Regions from separate parts of the Mus musculus genome. Here region 2 is linked to region 1. A link is a contact called in public promoter capture Hi-C data. All regions are on one chromosome and are shown on one strand. The core of a region is the stretch at or near the end of the contact, and the rest is flanking DNA. Distances in the headings are between cores, read along the strand shown. Region 1 holds the start of Tdp1 (tyrosyl-DNA phosphodiesterase 1). Region 2 overlaps Tdp1 (tyrosyl-DNA phosphodiesterase 1).

Evidence for each region. Promoter capture Hi-C pulls out the DNA fragments that hold promoters and counts their contacts.
Region 2: a promoter capture Hi-C map of macrophages shows a contact between it and region 1, with 5 read pairs. The contact joins the enhancer-like site here to the promoter of Tdp1 in region 1. A contact is called at or near these places in 14 of 39 promoter capture datasets (the 3T3-L1 cell line, the HPC-7 cell line, cranial neural crest and 10 more), 5 of 484 Hi-C or Micro-C datasets (astrocytes, bone marrow-derived macrophages, cortical glia and 2 more), 3 of 115 datasets of contacts at active chromatin or transcription factors (effector CD8 T cells, embryonic stem cells and memory CD8 T cells) and 1 of 9 other capture datasets (pancreatic islet).

Annotation. Positions count from the first base shown.
Region 1 is chr12:99,878,858-99,885,995 of GRCm38.p6, reverse strand. It overlaps Tdp1 (tyrosyl-DNA phosphodiesterase 1), which reads right to left and starts at 1,478. Exons shown (of 16, transcript NM_028354.5): 1 at 1,444-1,478. Efcab11 (EF-hand calcium binding domain 11) reads left to right here and starts at 2,554. Exons shown (of 6, transcript NM_030172.2): 1 at 2,554-2,714; 2 at 3,139-3,234. The coding sequence starts at 2,640.
Region 2 is chr12:99,937,117-99,944,440 of GRCm38.p6, reverse strand. All of the region lies in intron 14 of Tdp1 (tyrosyl-DNA phosphodiesterase 1), which reads right to left. Among named protein-coding and RNA genes, the nearest start is that of Kcnk13, 24 kb to the left of the region's middle. Within about 2 kb of position 1,735, at least 90 of the 459 cell types and tissues checked have an H3K27ac peak or open chromatin away from gene starts, as enhancers often do. A contact at or near this core is called in the HPC-7 cell line, bone marrow-derived macrophages, cortical glia and 4 more, where this site is marked.

The DNA of each region.
Region 1 (7,138 bases), core at 229-2,728:
AAGATGGGGGAAAAAATCTTATGGAATCCTTTCACCAGACAGCAAACTCAGAATGTCATCAGAAATTTCCTTAAGGGCTTTTAAAAATATGCATGGAGGGCTAGAGCTTTGAGCCGTGGATAAGAGGGTTTGCCATGAGTTCCAAAGCCCAGCATAATACCTGTGCCTATGACCCCAACATTGTGATAGTCAAGGAGGTCTGAGAGTTCACTGGCCAGTCACCCAGAAAGAAAACTGCCGCCATCTTCAGGTTCTGTGAGATTCTGACTCACTAGAACAGGGCAGAGCGCAACTGAGGAAGACAGTCGGAAACTGCCTGTATAGGTGTGTGTACAAACACACACACACACAACAGCTGATGAAAAAAAAAAAGGCACTCCGCTTAGAACCTTGCTTCCACTATTCCCCGGTTGGCTGAGCAGACTCAGTATTTCTTCTATATAGACACTACTCCTCAGACATTTAAGACAGAGGCACCAGATTCTTCCAAGGTGGTCCTTCCTCTGAGCCGGGAAGTAAGCAGAATTGAGGTCGGGGATAAAGAGTTAATAATATAAAGCTTCTATCCTAGACAGGTTTAATTTCAGGGTGAAAGGCACACATTAACACATAAAAAGCCTAAAAGTCAAGATGACTACAGATGCTCACTACATTTTACAGGGATAACTTTTCTTTGGAATCATTTGTGGCATAGCATGAGACCTGGGAGGGAAAGGAATCCGCGGGCTAAAAGGCAGTCGAGAAACATTCCAGACAGATGGAATCCAACCTGCTGAAGGCCAGGAGGAGGTAGCTAGGTTCTAACTGTAACACAGGAATGGTCCAGAAAGAAGGGGTGGGGACAGTAAGGCAAGTTAAAAGCCGAATTTTATTCTAAAGACAATGGGACTCCCAGTGAGAGTGCCTTGGCCCGTCTAGTCTTTTAAAATGATCATATGTAACACAACTTTGTGCACACGTGGCGATAAGGACGCTTCTGCAGGAGCTGGGCTGTGGGGTGCTGACGATGGTCAAGGAGCAGTAATTTGGGGGTACAGTAAGCAAATCGTAAAGCTGCCAACGTTCCCCGAGCGCTCAGCTCTGCCCAGACACAATTCCAAGCGTACAGACTCATTTCAACCTCAAGACAGCCCAATATCACGGCGGTGTCCCTGGTGTGGAGCGTGGTCCACGGAGGGAGCGAAGGCCAGCGGCTCTGCAGCGCGTCCCAAGGGTTAGGAGCGCAGGGTCCGGGGCTCCCGGGACTCAGAGCGGAGGAACCCTGCCCAAGGACCCCGGCCTCGCCGCTCTCCTCGCGGTCCTCACCGAGCCCTGCTGGCCTTCCACTACCACATCTGATGGCAGCGGCCATCGCGCCGCCATGAGGAGGGCGGGCGCAGAGTTACCGCCGCCGCTGCCGCCAGAGCCCGCCCCGAGCCGGCGCCCGCAGCGGCAGACACCTACCTGACCCGCCAGGCCGCCGCCGCCGCCGCCGAGACTCCGCCCCGCGGCGCGCCCGCGCATGCGCGCAGTTCAAACTCGCCGGCGCCGCCGCCTAGCTAGCCAGCCGCTTCCCCTTCCGGAAGCCCCCCACTGGGTCCTAAAGACAGCCTCATTTGCCTGAGACCAAGAGGACCAGAAAAGAGCCGAATGAACGCCTCACTCTCTGCTAGTTTCCTGTTGAAAGAAGAGAGAAACAGAAAGCTGTGGTAGCTTCTCTCTCGAGGTTAATTTGCAAACAACGACTCCATTCTGGGGATGCTTTTAGGCAGCTTCAGGCTCTCAAGGCTAAGACAGCGGCGTGCTCTGGGAGATGGGTGAGCGGTAGAAAAAGACAGCTGCTTCAGACTTTAAAATCGACTGCTAGATAAAAAGTTAAATGAGCTCCCATCAGACTCAGAACCTCCTTTGAAGGTTTCTCCTTTGAAACGGTCATGTTCTTGTCAATCTCACTGATTTGCCAGAAGGGTAGAGGGTATTCCTCATCTTCTATAAAGATGTCTGGTATGGGATTCTTGTGCTGTTCCTTAAGTCAGCCTCACGTCAGGCATCGCCTTCCGGGGGGTTGAATAATCAATTCTGTGTAAACATTCAAAAAAACGGGACATTCCGTTTAATTGTCCTAGACACAGTGTTACGTGCCAGGGTTACCAAGAGGGCGAAAATAAACATAGTAGCTGCTCTGCGAAGGCCGTCCAAAGACTTGCAGTTTAAAAATGAATCTTGGTGTTCACTCATTATTTGTGTTTGTGTGCTTTTTTTTTCACATTCTTCGTGTGTCTCCTGCCAAATCTAGCAATGACACGGGTCAGAATAATCAAAAAGAGTTTATTGTAAATTTGGGAGAGAGCCTGAAAGCAATCAAAACGAGTTAAGAGAGCCCAGAGGTACCAGACCTCCCTTAAGACAAGAAAAATCGAGTAGGGGCGGGGCCAAGGTCTGGGAGCGGGCCTTGAGGCCCCGCCCCATCGTTAAACAGCGCCTTTAACCAATGACAGTACGAAATCAACGCCAGTGGCTCGGAGACTGACCAATGGGAGGAGACGTTGGAGTTGCGCGGCGAAGTTGAGTCCCAGCGGTGGTGGGCGAGGCCGCAGTGGCTGGTCTGTGTTCTCGCTGCAGCGGAGGAGACGCCTGGCTTGGTCTCCGTGTCGGTGGCGATGTTCTTGTCAGAGGCAGGCGCAAGGCCCCGAGCAGGCGAAGCCAGCGCCTCAGAACGCAGGAAATGGGTGAAAGTAGGTGTGGGAGCGCGACCCGAGTTCAGACTTAAGCCTGACCAGGGCCACTTCTGTCACCCCTCTTGGTTCTGGCATTGCTGCAGGACTCTGATCACTTCCCCGCCCACCACACTGTCCACGGATAATCACCTCGACCTCCTATCCGTCCCATCACCTTCCCAATCCCAGGACTGAGCTTTCGAGTACAGTTTATTCCAGCGGTTTAGAGGAATGGATTTGTCAGCCCCTTAAACTTGGTCAAGTTCCTTAAACTTTGGGGAGAGGGGACAGAGGGAAATCTTTAACTCGGCGGTTATATTGCTTGAGAATTAAAACTAGAGTACTGAAACTGCATTTTGAAAGCTCCACAACCAGGTTGAGTTTAAGATGTCTGTGTTTCTGGTTTCTGGCTTACTAACTGTAGATGTTTAATATTCCTTAGGTATTTAAAGCATGCGATGAAGACAACAAAGGCTACCTAAGCCGAGAGGACTTTAAGGTTGCGATTGTAATGCTGTTTGGGTACAAACCCTCCAAGGTTAGAACGTTTCCTCTCTTCCCCTCGTCTCCTTCTCTCTCCCTTCCTCTTCTCCCTTCTTTAGATGGGGCGGATAATGCTGTAGAAATGAATCCTAAGAAAACTGGCCAGGAATACTTTCTGATACCTGTAGAGCAAATCTCTGATTTATAAGCCTAAAATGCCTCCACCACCTAATTCCCCGCAAACCCCTCCCCCCTTTAAAGGCCCAAACAGGTGCAAACTAGGTATCTATGCCAGTAGAGGCAACAAACATCTCCACGAGTATTTATAAGAAATATAGGGTGGTAGAGAGTGGGAGTCTGGGAGGGGAAGGTGGTCTTGTAAGAGGAAGAATCCACCGGCTAGCTGATACGTATAGTAAAGTTTCTGGGTGGCTTTATTTAATTGGTAAAAGTAATATGTTCATACAGTCCACAAGATCCCTTCTCTTTACGCTAGACTGGGGTCCCACTTATCAGGGGTTAACCAGTTTCTTCTGTATTGTTCTACATACAGGTATAGGCACAATCTTCTACAGAAGTTCCACACTGTTTTATCTTAACATCCATTTTCCACTTAGCAACAAACCCAAAGCAAACCACATTACCATCTTAAAATACAGTTGTACAATATTCTCTTTAGCCAGTTTACCCTTTGTTGTTGTTTGGATTAACCTGCAAGCATTGTCTCAGTGATCATCATGTTACATCTACATACACCCATAGATCATGCCTTTTGTGGAATACATGCGCACATGTGCCTCTGGGTGTGTATGTGAGTGTGAATAAATCATGGATATGTAATTGCTGTACTTGGGAGCATTTGATAGATCAGGAATTCAAGGTCAATTTGGACTACACAATGAGACAACATTTTAGAACAATGACAAAGAAATGAAGATACCAAAATTCTTGGAAATATAATTGCTAAGTCTAAGGATGTACACATTTGACTTTAATTATCTTTCTTTTTTTCTTTTTTTAGAGAGGTAGGTAGGTAGGTAGGTAGGTAGATAGATAGATAGATAGATAGATAGGCAGGCAGGCAGGCAGGCAGGCAGGCAGGCAGGCAGGCAGGCAGGCAGGCAGGCAGGCAGGCAGGCAGATTGTGGCCCAGTGAGCTTCCTTAGGGTGGTTTACAGAAGGTGGGCACCTTATAGCCCCTCTGCCTTCCTTGGCAGGGTTTTGACAGGCCAAGTCTTGTACAGGTAATCACAGCTGTTGTGAATTCAATGGTGCAGAAACCATATGGTGCTCAGAAGCCAGCACTGCGTGTCACTACCCCCACTTCCTCTGATTCTTACTCTTTCCACCCTGTTTCTTCCACACGTTCCCTGAGTTCCACAAGTACACCCTGTGGAGGGTGGACTTGAAATACTCTGGCTGTTAGTTTCCCGAAAAGGCTGCACACCTCCTCAGTAATTAGACCACAGCTGAGCCCCAGTGAACCTTCTATTTTAGTATGATAGTTTCCTATTTACCCCTGTCTCTGTGCTGTTCTGCTTGCCTGTTATAAGCAGTTTAGAGACAGATCCATTCTTGTTAAGCTGCCGGACTGGAACTAATCAGAGTCAAGGCACTGTCCAAATACAAAAGAGTAAACCACAACCATCAAGCAGAAGTAGCACTCAAGTCTGCTTGGAATTCCCCCAAACTCCTCTCCCCAGAACTCACAGTTAGGGCTCTCCTGCTCCTCCTGAGTTGGGGTATCCAGGGACTCTGTGATACCCCATGTCTGTGCCCTTCGATGTGCTTAAATGCACCACAACTCCACCATAAATATATTCCCGCCCCCCAATACGGTTTGCAGACAGCTCGGGGTGGATTCAGAGTGGGTGGAGATTTTTAGCTCCTGAGAGGCCAGCTATGAGATCAGAGTGCTAGCCTGAACTGGCTTTGAAATTGCGGCAGCTCTGCTAACCTGCAATCATTTCACCTGGAGTCCCAAGGCAGGCGACCTGTGCAGGCTGTGGATGTTTTAAAGCATCGTATTTAACCTGGAAAGATAGCTTGTCTCATTTTGCTTTTTATCCCCCTTGAGTCTACTTATTTTAACTTTAGGCCAGGTAGAGAATTTTATGACAGGGACAGTGGTAATGTGCGTACGCTGGCTGAAATGTGACAGCTTTTACTTTGCGTATTGGGTTGAGGGTTTACAGGGTTTTTTTTAAAGTCTTTGTAAGGATTTACCGTATTTATGCGTATGGGCATATATGGGGGAGTTCGCGGCCATCAGAGGACAACTGATGGGAGTCTTTTCTTTCCTTTGACTATGTGAGTCTCGGGGTAACTCAGGTTACCAGGCATCACCTGCTGAGACATCTTACTGGCCCTCACATTTTATTTTTTAGGCTAATGATATACTGGTTATAGGTCTCTAAACAGTTAAGCCCAACCATAGTAAATCACCTATACACTTGCCAGGCATTTGCCTGAGAGGAGTTTTTATCAGAGAGGAAATGTCCAATGTATGCCTTCTCGTATTTTAAATTTTAGATTAGGTTCAGTGCTAGAGTTTCAATTTGGGGGGTGGGGGGGGGGTGAGACAGGGTTTCTCTGTATAGCCCTGGCTGTCATGGAACTCACTTTGTAGACCAGGCTGGCCTTGAACTCAGAAATCCACCTGCCTCTGCCTCCCAAGTGCTGGGATTAAAGGCGTGCACCACTACGTCTGGCAAGTTTCAATTTTTAATACAGTTTTTGAATATATAAAATACTGATTGGAAGTCAGCAAATTAGATGAGACATATAAAAAATTCCTATCACAGAATGTGTTTTGAAGAGTTAAATATGAATTGTTACTTTGAGCAACCATGACACCACAATATCATTTCATAAAAGACATATAATAACTCACTTATACATTGATGTTTGCACAATGAAATGTATTTAATAGTTTAATAAAAGGAGTATCTGCCAGCTGCTGGAGATGTAAAGGTGAACAAGTACAGTCTCTGCTTTGAAGCAATTTCATTTTTGTGTAGCGTAGAGCAAACTGATAGACATCAAAAAAGAGAAAGTATTTAACAAACAGGAAGGAGGGGAGCAAGATGGGTGGGCAGCTATTGTAGGTGTCATTTATTCTGAAGAAGCTGTTAACATTCTATGAATCATCTAGGAGCCCTTTGCAGCCGTAAGACGAGCTATGCCCTGGTGTTCTGGATGTGCTGGCAGTAAAAGAGTGGAGAGAATCCAGATGGAAGTGGGTTCAGAGGAGTCCGTGGAGACAGGGGGTGGGGGTGGGGGGCAAATTGAGTTTGAGGTGGTAATTGGTGTTCCCTGTACAGTTGATTGTTAGATACTATATGGAGTTCTAAGGTTCTACCTCTTAAATACAGGAACCTCATTGGGGTAGAGAGGGGGTGGGACTGGAAAGAGATTTAGGCCTCAGTTTATAAGGGGTAGCTCAAATGGGAAGACTCGGTGCCATTCCATGGGAAGCCTCTGCAGGCTGTGAACAGCACCAGCCCATCGGAAGAGCTTTGGGGAAGCCTGGGTTTAAAGATGGGTGGGGAATTCGTGACAAAGATGGATTAGGATCCTTGGGAAAGGGACACAGGGAAGCCAGGGAGGAGCAGGGACTCAAGAGTATGGAAAATTCAGGACTGGCAGCAGAAAAAAAAAGTCAATTACCGTCAAGGCTTGGCTTCCTTAATGCTTACAATAAAGCCCCTATCACCAATGGGAGGGAAGTGCGTCTGTGTGAATATTTACTGGAAGCAGGTCTCAGAGCTTTACAAGTGCTGTGTTCTCACCACAATGTTTTATGTTGTTTAGGCAAAAACAAGCAATACTCTAGAAGAGACCAAACTGTTAACAGTGGTATCTACTAAACTTAACAAGCTGTATACATCAGGTTTCTGCACAGATCATGTGTTGCTGTTTTATTATATTGCCTTCTTTTATGAGTAGGCTCTTTCTTT
Region 2 (7,324 bases), core at 486-2,985, 58 kb before region 1:
ACAACAAATGGCGCCGCTATGAACCAATGATGTCATTGGCCCCAGCGTCCGTGGACATAAAGCTAGAACTGTATCCGTTCAGAGCACATGTGAACCTACAGTAAGCTCTGTTCCACTGACTGCCCCTTAACCTCTCCTTCAAAGTTCCCTTATGGGGTAGTTCAGATATATAAGCCAATAATCCTCTGTCCCGGGGGAACTTGGGAACTTTTGTTTATGAGACGACCTTTCTGTCAGATGTCAGCCTGCCTTGGGAAACCTTACTGGACCTGAGACTAACAGATTAACACGCTTCCCTTCTGGGTTAGGCATGGTACCAAGCTCTGGATATGCATGAATCAATAGAGCCATCATCATTCCTGTCCGCATGGAATGCACAGTGTTGAGGAGGCGCTAAAGAAACATTTTATGTACAAGTCTAACAGATGATGGCAAGTTGTGGTAAGTGCGTGAAGAACTGTCTTGGAGGACTACAGGTGAATAGTGGCCTGTTTTCACTTTAGTGGTGATAGCCAGTGGATGTCTCCCTCCAGGGGCCGCACCCCTCACTGTGGGCTGGGCCCTCTCTCATCAACCGCGAGTTAAGAAACGTTCCACACAGTTGGCTATGGGAGACATTCTCGAGGTTGAGGTTCTCTCTTCCCAGATGCCAGGCTGACAAGAAACCAACCTGTACAACTTTTCAACCTTCAGTCCCTAGGACCCGCCCTGCTGCTCCATGGGTATGCAAGAGACACCGCGCTGCAGGCATGAGACTGAAGTGGCCACTTTGCTTGTTTTATTGGCTTCTGCATACCAGCAGCTGCAGTAACACACATTAAGGACCACAGAAGAGGGCCTGAGATGAGGCTCAGTGGTAGAGAACTTTCTGAATATGTATAATGCCCTGGGTTCAATCCCCGGCACCACAGGAAAACCAAACCATAAGGGCCTGCAGGCAGGTATGAGGTGATAGCTGTGGCAAAGATGTTGACTGATTTGTGAAATGCAGTATGTGACACAGGCATGGCAGAAATGCTAGACAGACAGGACAGACAGACGGACAAACAAATAAATATAAAGGGGAAGAATGACTCACATCTGTGGCAGGCTAAGGAAAGGCTTTGTAGAAAAACAGTGCTGTAGTGGTTTTTAAAACTTGGGTATAATTTTGACGAACAGCAATGGCAGGGGAGAGCATCAGGGGAGAGCACTACAGTCACAGAAAAGCTGAGAGGAGGCACATCTCTTGGAGCTGAGTGCACTGGCATGGGAGTGGGGATGTCAGCGCTGGGACTGTTAGTAATTCCCCCTAAGTGAGAAGAGAGCTGGACGTCTGTGCTTTGCCTCCACTAAGCCAGGTATGCTATCTGGTTATTAGTGACTCCGGCATGAGTCAGCCTGGAGGTGTTGGGGGCAGGGGATGCCTTGTTGCCGGGAGCTCTCGTGTCCATCAGCTGGAGGTGTCAGAACACCGATGATATGGCTTGACTACTGACTTCAAGCCCTGCCTTGAAGCAATGAACTCGCCTTCTATGCTTGCCTTGTTGCTGATACTTGTTTGGTGACTACCGGTCAGTCACACCCAATTGCACCCCAGGGATCCATTTAGAGTCTGACGTTTTCATCAAGAGGCACTGAGGAGCTGCAGAGGTTCTGAAGGAGACAGCTCTTCGTGAGGTAGCTGGAGGAGCTTGGGTAAGGGACTGGACTGGAGACTGCTCAGCCGGGTGACCACGAGCGCTCACAAGAGAAACAGGAAGTGGTCATGGTCATGGGAGACACAAACCTAAGAATTAGAACTGCAAAAGGCAGAGGAAGGAAGCTGGAGACCAAGAACGCCTGCAGGCTTGGGCCTGCTGAGGCGAGCTGAAGACACTACTAGCCGACACTGCCACCAACACCTTCTCAGGGAGGAGCCAGTCTGAGTTCTCAGGGTGTGCTGTGTGACAGTGACTCCTGCTTTAGCGAAGAGGAGACAAACCTGGGCTGGCAGCTGTCCACACACACCCTGTCTTTGGGATTTGTGGTCCTATGCCCTTTCTACTATGCAAATAATTGTCCTCATATTTGCCACAGAGAACCAGGAAAGTGGAAAGTCTTGCAACTGTACAAGTCTTTAGCTCAGAGACTCATCATGTTCTTTAACAGCCATGAAGCCATGGGGGAGTCTTTATAGCCTTAACCCAGTTTTGATGCCCTACATGTTCCAAGCCTGGCTTTCCTCTTTTGATGTCTGACCTCAGACATAAGAATGTTTGAACCATCCACATCTGACAAGAACCAATATGCCTTTTTCTTGAATGCCATTTCTGATCCAAATTCTAGGGTATTAAAAAAAAAAGCACCACTTTTCCCTTCAATCACATGTCAAATTATTTGAGGCTGTCTCCTAATTATCATTATTTATATATCACAGTGGTATTGCTTGGCATTTTACAAAACAGAGGAAGACACCCTCCCAGGCACAGTACTTAAGACAATGCATTTATAAAACACCAGGTGAGAGGGTGGACATGAATCACACATGACAAATTGCTGGCTTCTCCCTCTCTCAGCTGGGATCATTTATGCTCAGCAGTTTGACTCAATCACATAGAGGAGTCTACTCTGTGGTTTATGTTGTTAGCTGCATGAGCTTGCGTAGTAACTGAGTGGAAAACGCTCCATGAGGCACTGGTTTTTTGTTTGTCTTTTGAGATAGGATTTCACTATGTAATCCTGCCTGGTTGACTTGGGTTTTTTATGTAGATCAGGTTGGCCTTGAACTCACAGAGACCCAAGGCAGTGGGTTTCTCTGGAACTAGAACAGCATATGAGTTTGTAGGCGGGAACCAGAAGAGGCTGAAGGGAAGACGCCTTCTTTATCAGCTGGGCTGATAGGTAAGAAAGCAAATGACAGAAAGGTGGTAGCCTGTACCCTTGGCCCTCAGATGCTTCCAGCCAGGGTCTGAGGAAGGCTTACAGAGTGGGCACACCAACAGGGCTCTGGAGAGGAGGGGCTTTGGTAGCTGGGATGCTTTTGAGAGTGCAGCTTCTGGGGAGGAGGAGGACCGGTACAATAGTGGGGGTGGCATGAAGACTGATCTGGCTGAGAGCCTAGAGGACAGGTCTCTGCTTTCAGCCCTGTAGTTCGTACCGCTCCCATCTCTAGGAACAGCCTTTTTGAGCTCTGGGAAACAACCAGGCTTATTTCAGATCCTTTGTAGGTTCGAGCTTTTAATTTTCATATGACCATGAATTTGTCACTACATGGTCCTCACTCTAGGACAGGCTTATGTGAGTAAAGAAACTGGGCCAGTCTAGCCCAGCTGAAAAACAGGGTCCCATCCTGATCTCACTTCAAGTCTCCTTTCTCCACTGTCATTTTGACTCCTATAGATCCAGGTCTTTTCGTCTTTCCATTTGGCGCCCTGGAGAATTAATTCCCTTTCTTGGTTCTTGGGCGGTTCTCCAATGTGTGCTCCCAGTCTGTCTCCTCCCACATTATTTCAGTGGGAGTGATTCATGGGTGGAATTTAAAGGTTATAAGACATGCTCCACAGAGCACTCACTCAGCTGTGACCTCCTGGGAGACTGGGAGCCCAAGCAATAGCCAGGCACAGAGTGTGTGAAGGGACAAGGAGGAGGGCTCAGGTGCGGTGCTTGTGAATTTCTTTAGCTCTCTCAGCCACACCCGTCTTAGTGGAGCCTACCCGACTGACCAAAGATCATCTGAGAAGACAGCGTTAGCTTGTGGTATGCACCATCTTTGAAAGCAGCAGCAACAAAAATGATGATTTAACCAAAACAGAGTAGGGAGAGTAGACTTGCTGACTGAAGTCAAGGCCTTTGAACTTGATTCTTTTCTCTTCCTTTTAATCCTGATGACAGAAAAGTAGGAATCCATTGCCTGAGAAGCAAATGAACCTGGGGCGCAGAAGAGACGAGGATGGTTCTCTGTTTCTGTCAAGGGTGAAACATCATCATCTAGAGCAGTGTTCTCAGCCTTCCTAATTAAGACCCTTTAATGCAGTTCCTCATGCTGTGGTGACCCCAGCCATTAAGTTATTTCATTGCTACCTCATAATTCTAAGTTTGCTACTGTTATGAATTGTCACATAAATATCGGATATGCAATATATTCTGATATTTGACCTCTGTGAAAGGATCCATTGACCACCAAGGGGTCATGAGCCACAGGTTGAAAACTGCTGTTCTAGATCAATTCTAAAATTGTCAAAGGCATTCTTGTAAATGAGGCATGCTGGCTCTGTACCTACTACAGAGGCCCTAAAAGTGCTAAGTCACATGGCCAGATAACTGAATGTCAGGTCCTGTCACAGTTGTGGGAAAGTGGAGAACCTCTAGCTACTGCCTCGGCCTATTGGATCTACATATTCCTGTTTGCAGCACTGGTCTCAAGGCAGTGTGCAGGCTGCAGTGACTGCAGTGGCTCACAGGCTTAGGACAGAAGTAGCCCTGCTGGCAGCCAATGACTCAGAAATGTGGGTGGCATGGACATAGAGCTCTGACCGGGAGACACACGGAGGCTGATGGGGAAGGTGGATCTGGATGGTGTCTGGCCAGCAGGCTGACTGCACCAGTCTGGATAAGCTAAGTCTCCAGAAACCTTGGAGTGAAACACATTGAGGTGCGTCTCATCAGCATCAGACAGGGGTTACTAAGAAAGATGTAACCTCTGACCTCATTTCCCAGCAAGCTATGCTCTTGTCAGTGAACACTGTAAGGTTATTAGCAACACAGAAATCTTCAAGGTATTTATTTATTTAGTGGGTATTCAGGGACTGGTATTACAATGAAAATTGTATTGATAATTACATTGTTAGAGTTCGACACAAATACAGACTTAGGAAAGTGTGTGTGTGTGTGTGTGTGAGAGAGAGAGAGAGAGAGAGACAGAGAGAGAGAGAGAGAGAGAGCGAGAGAGAGAGAGAGAAACACATAACATCGACAAGACTGCTTCAAGAGAGCTCATCCACAGTTCAGAAGCCTTTACAACACAGTATGTGGTGATACTGATGTATCTGCTAAGCTATGCACTGCACTAAGCTTAGTCTCCAGAAACTGCTGTGCACGCTGCTTCTGTGACAGCTGCTCAGAGAAGACTGCCAAGTCCAAAAAGTTAAAGGGAGCAACATCAGCTGATGGCCTTGTTCGCAGAGCCTCCACACACTCACAGGAGAACAGCATGGCGGAATGAGGGAATGCTAACAACATCCACCCTACAAGTGGAAGATGAAGGGAGTCCAGGATCCGGGAAATTGGGATGCAGAGAAAAAAGTGCCTTCAGGGGCAGGTGGAATAGCTAAGGTTGGGGGCATGGAGCTGCTCTCTAAGATGGACTAGGTCTGGCTAGAGCAGTAAGAATCATGGGCCCTACATGTGCCCATGTAGAGCAAGTTCTAGGAGGGGCTGGAGAGATGGCTCACAGTTATGAAGAGCACTTGCTGCTCTTTCAGAGGACCCTAGTTTGACTCCCAGCAACTACAAGATGGCTCACAATTGTATGCAATTCCAGTTCCAGGTACACTGATACCTTTTTCTGGCCCTCATGGGCACCAGGAAAGCACTCGATGCACAGACACACATTCAGGGAAACATAACATATAAAATAATAAAATAAATATAAAAAAACTGAAGAGGTGTTGGCAGCGAGGGGGTGTGTGTGGCTTGGTGGTCAGGAGTCACTGGCTGGAGGGAGAAGGGAGGCACACCAGGAGGCTGAACTGTGATCAACAGAGACCATCTGGCAGCAGGAAGAAGGGAGGCTTGCAAACGGCTTCTGGGAGCGAAGCCTGAAGAAAGGAGACCCAGGGAAGGAAGCAGAGGCTGATGCAGAACAGCTGGCATGCTCCGGCCACTGTGGCTGCAGGGATGATGACCAGAGGTGACATTATCAAGCAGCACTAAGTAGTTAGGAATGACAAGAACCAGTGGTTAAAAGACAGGGAGAGAAAGGGCTGCCATGGATATATCTCAAGCTTCAAAGCAGGGAAGTGGGGTGACCAGAAACAGTAATTCATTAGCAATCAGACCGTCTGGCTAGTTCTTTTAAATGATTTAGCTGATTTTGATGACATTTGCAAATGCCATATATCCTCAAGTACCTTCTGAATAATACAAGCGATAATCTATAATTTAAGAATTATGTTTTATAAGATTCTCAGGCTCTGACAATTGGCATGCGATACTCTGCAAACCTCTGCCTGAAACTGGGTTGAGTACTCACTGAAAGCCATCTCCCAGAATCCTTTCCCAGGTCCCCAGCACAACCCATGCTCCCCACCCGCCAGAACTCCCAATATCTGGAAAAGTCTCTGAGCATGCTTCTGATCATGTGCTGCATGCTTTGTATCTATGGATCTCAGTGAATCCTCGAGAGTCCTGAGAACGAGGACCACAGCTTGTTTCTCGTTCCTCCCCAGGGCCCTCCATAGGGGAGGTCCTGGGTGATCGTGGACATGAGCTGGCAGTGATGGGGTTGACCCTGACCGCTGAATGTTCAGCTCTGAGTCTGCAATGGGCTTTGAGAAGGAAACTGAGTAGTTCCACAGTATACCTCTCCTGCAAAGAAGGGTACTTGGGTACCAGAACTTGGGTGATTGCTGGCTTCCTTCAAAGTCAATACCACACATAGCATTTCTGCTGCTTTTCCAGAAGGTTCCCATTACACAGAAGCTCTGCTATAGTCTCTTCCTATATAAAATAAACAAACACTACATCCCATAGACCAACAAGGCCCATGCCAGCTCACTTTTTGGTGATGTGCTCTGGGAATCCAGCCCTGGGGTGGCTTTAACTCACAGCATCCCTCCCTTCTCTAGAGACAGGCCCACGATTGGGGGATGCATGGGGAGGGCCCAGAAATAGAAGACAGACAGAAGCCCAGGGTTCAGAAAGATCTGCAGAGTGGTCTTCACCGAGCGGAAGCCCACTGGTGGCAGCAGCCAGAGAGGACTGCATCGGACCCAGAGCTGGGCTGGCTCCTCTCCATCCTCCTGTCTGAATTATTAGTAATTCCTTAGGTTCCATGACTTTCTCCAGCATCCTTTTTAATTCCCTCTTTGTGGGATCAACCTTTTTTTTTTTTTTTAATAAACTGCAAACAAAAGAACTCTGTAGCCCCTTAGTGTCTGCTTACTTGGGCAGCACAGCACGCTCATGGTTTAGCCCTCAGCTCAGAGCTGGAACATGTATCTTACAGTCAGGTAGCTCAACTGAATGGGAAGTTGCTGGGACAGGGTTATGGTTGGCTGGTCCTTACCAGTTCTATAGAGGAAGCACGGCTACCTACCGACCCAGGCTGCTACCTACTGTCCCAGGCTCTAGAGACAAACAAAGA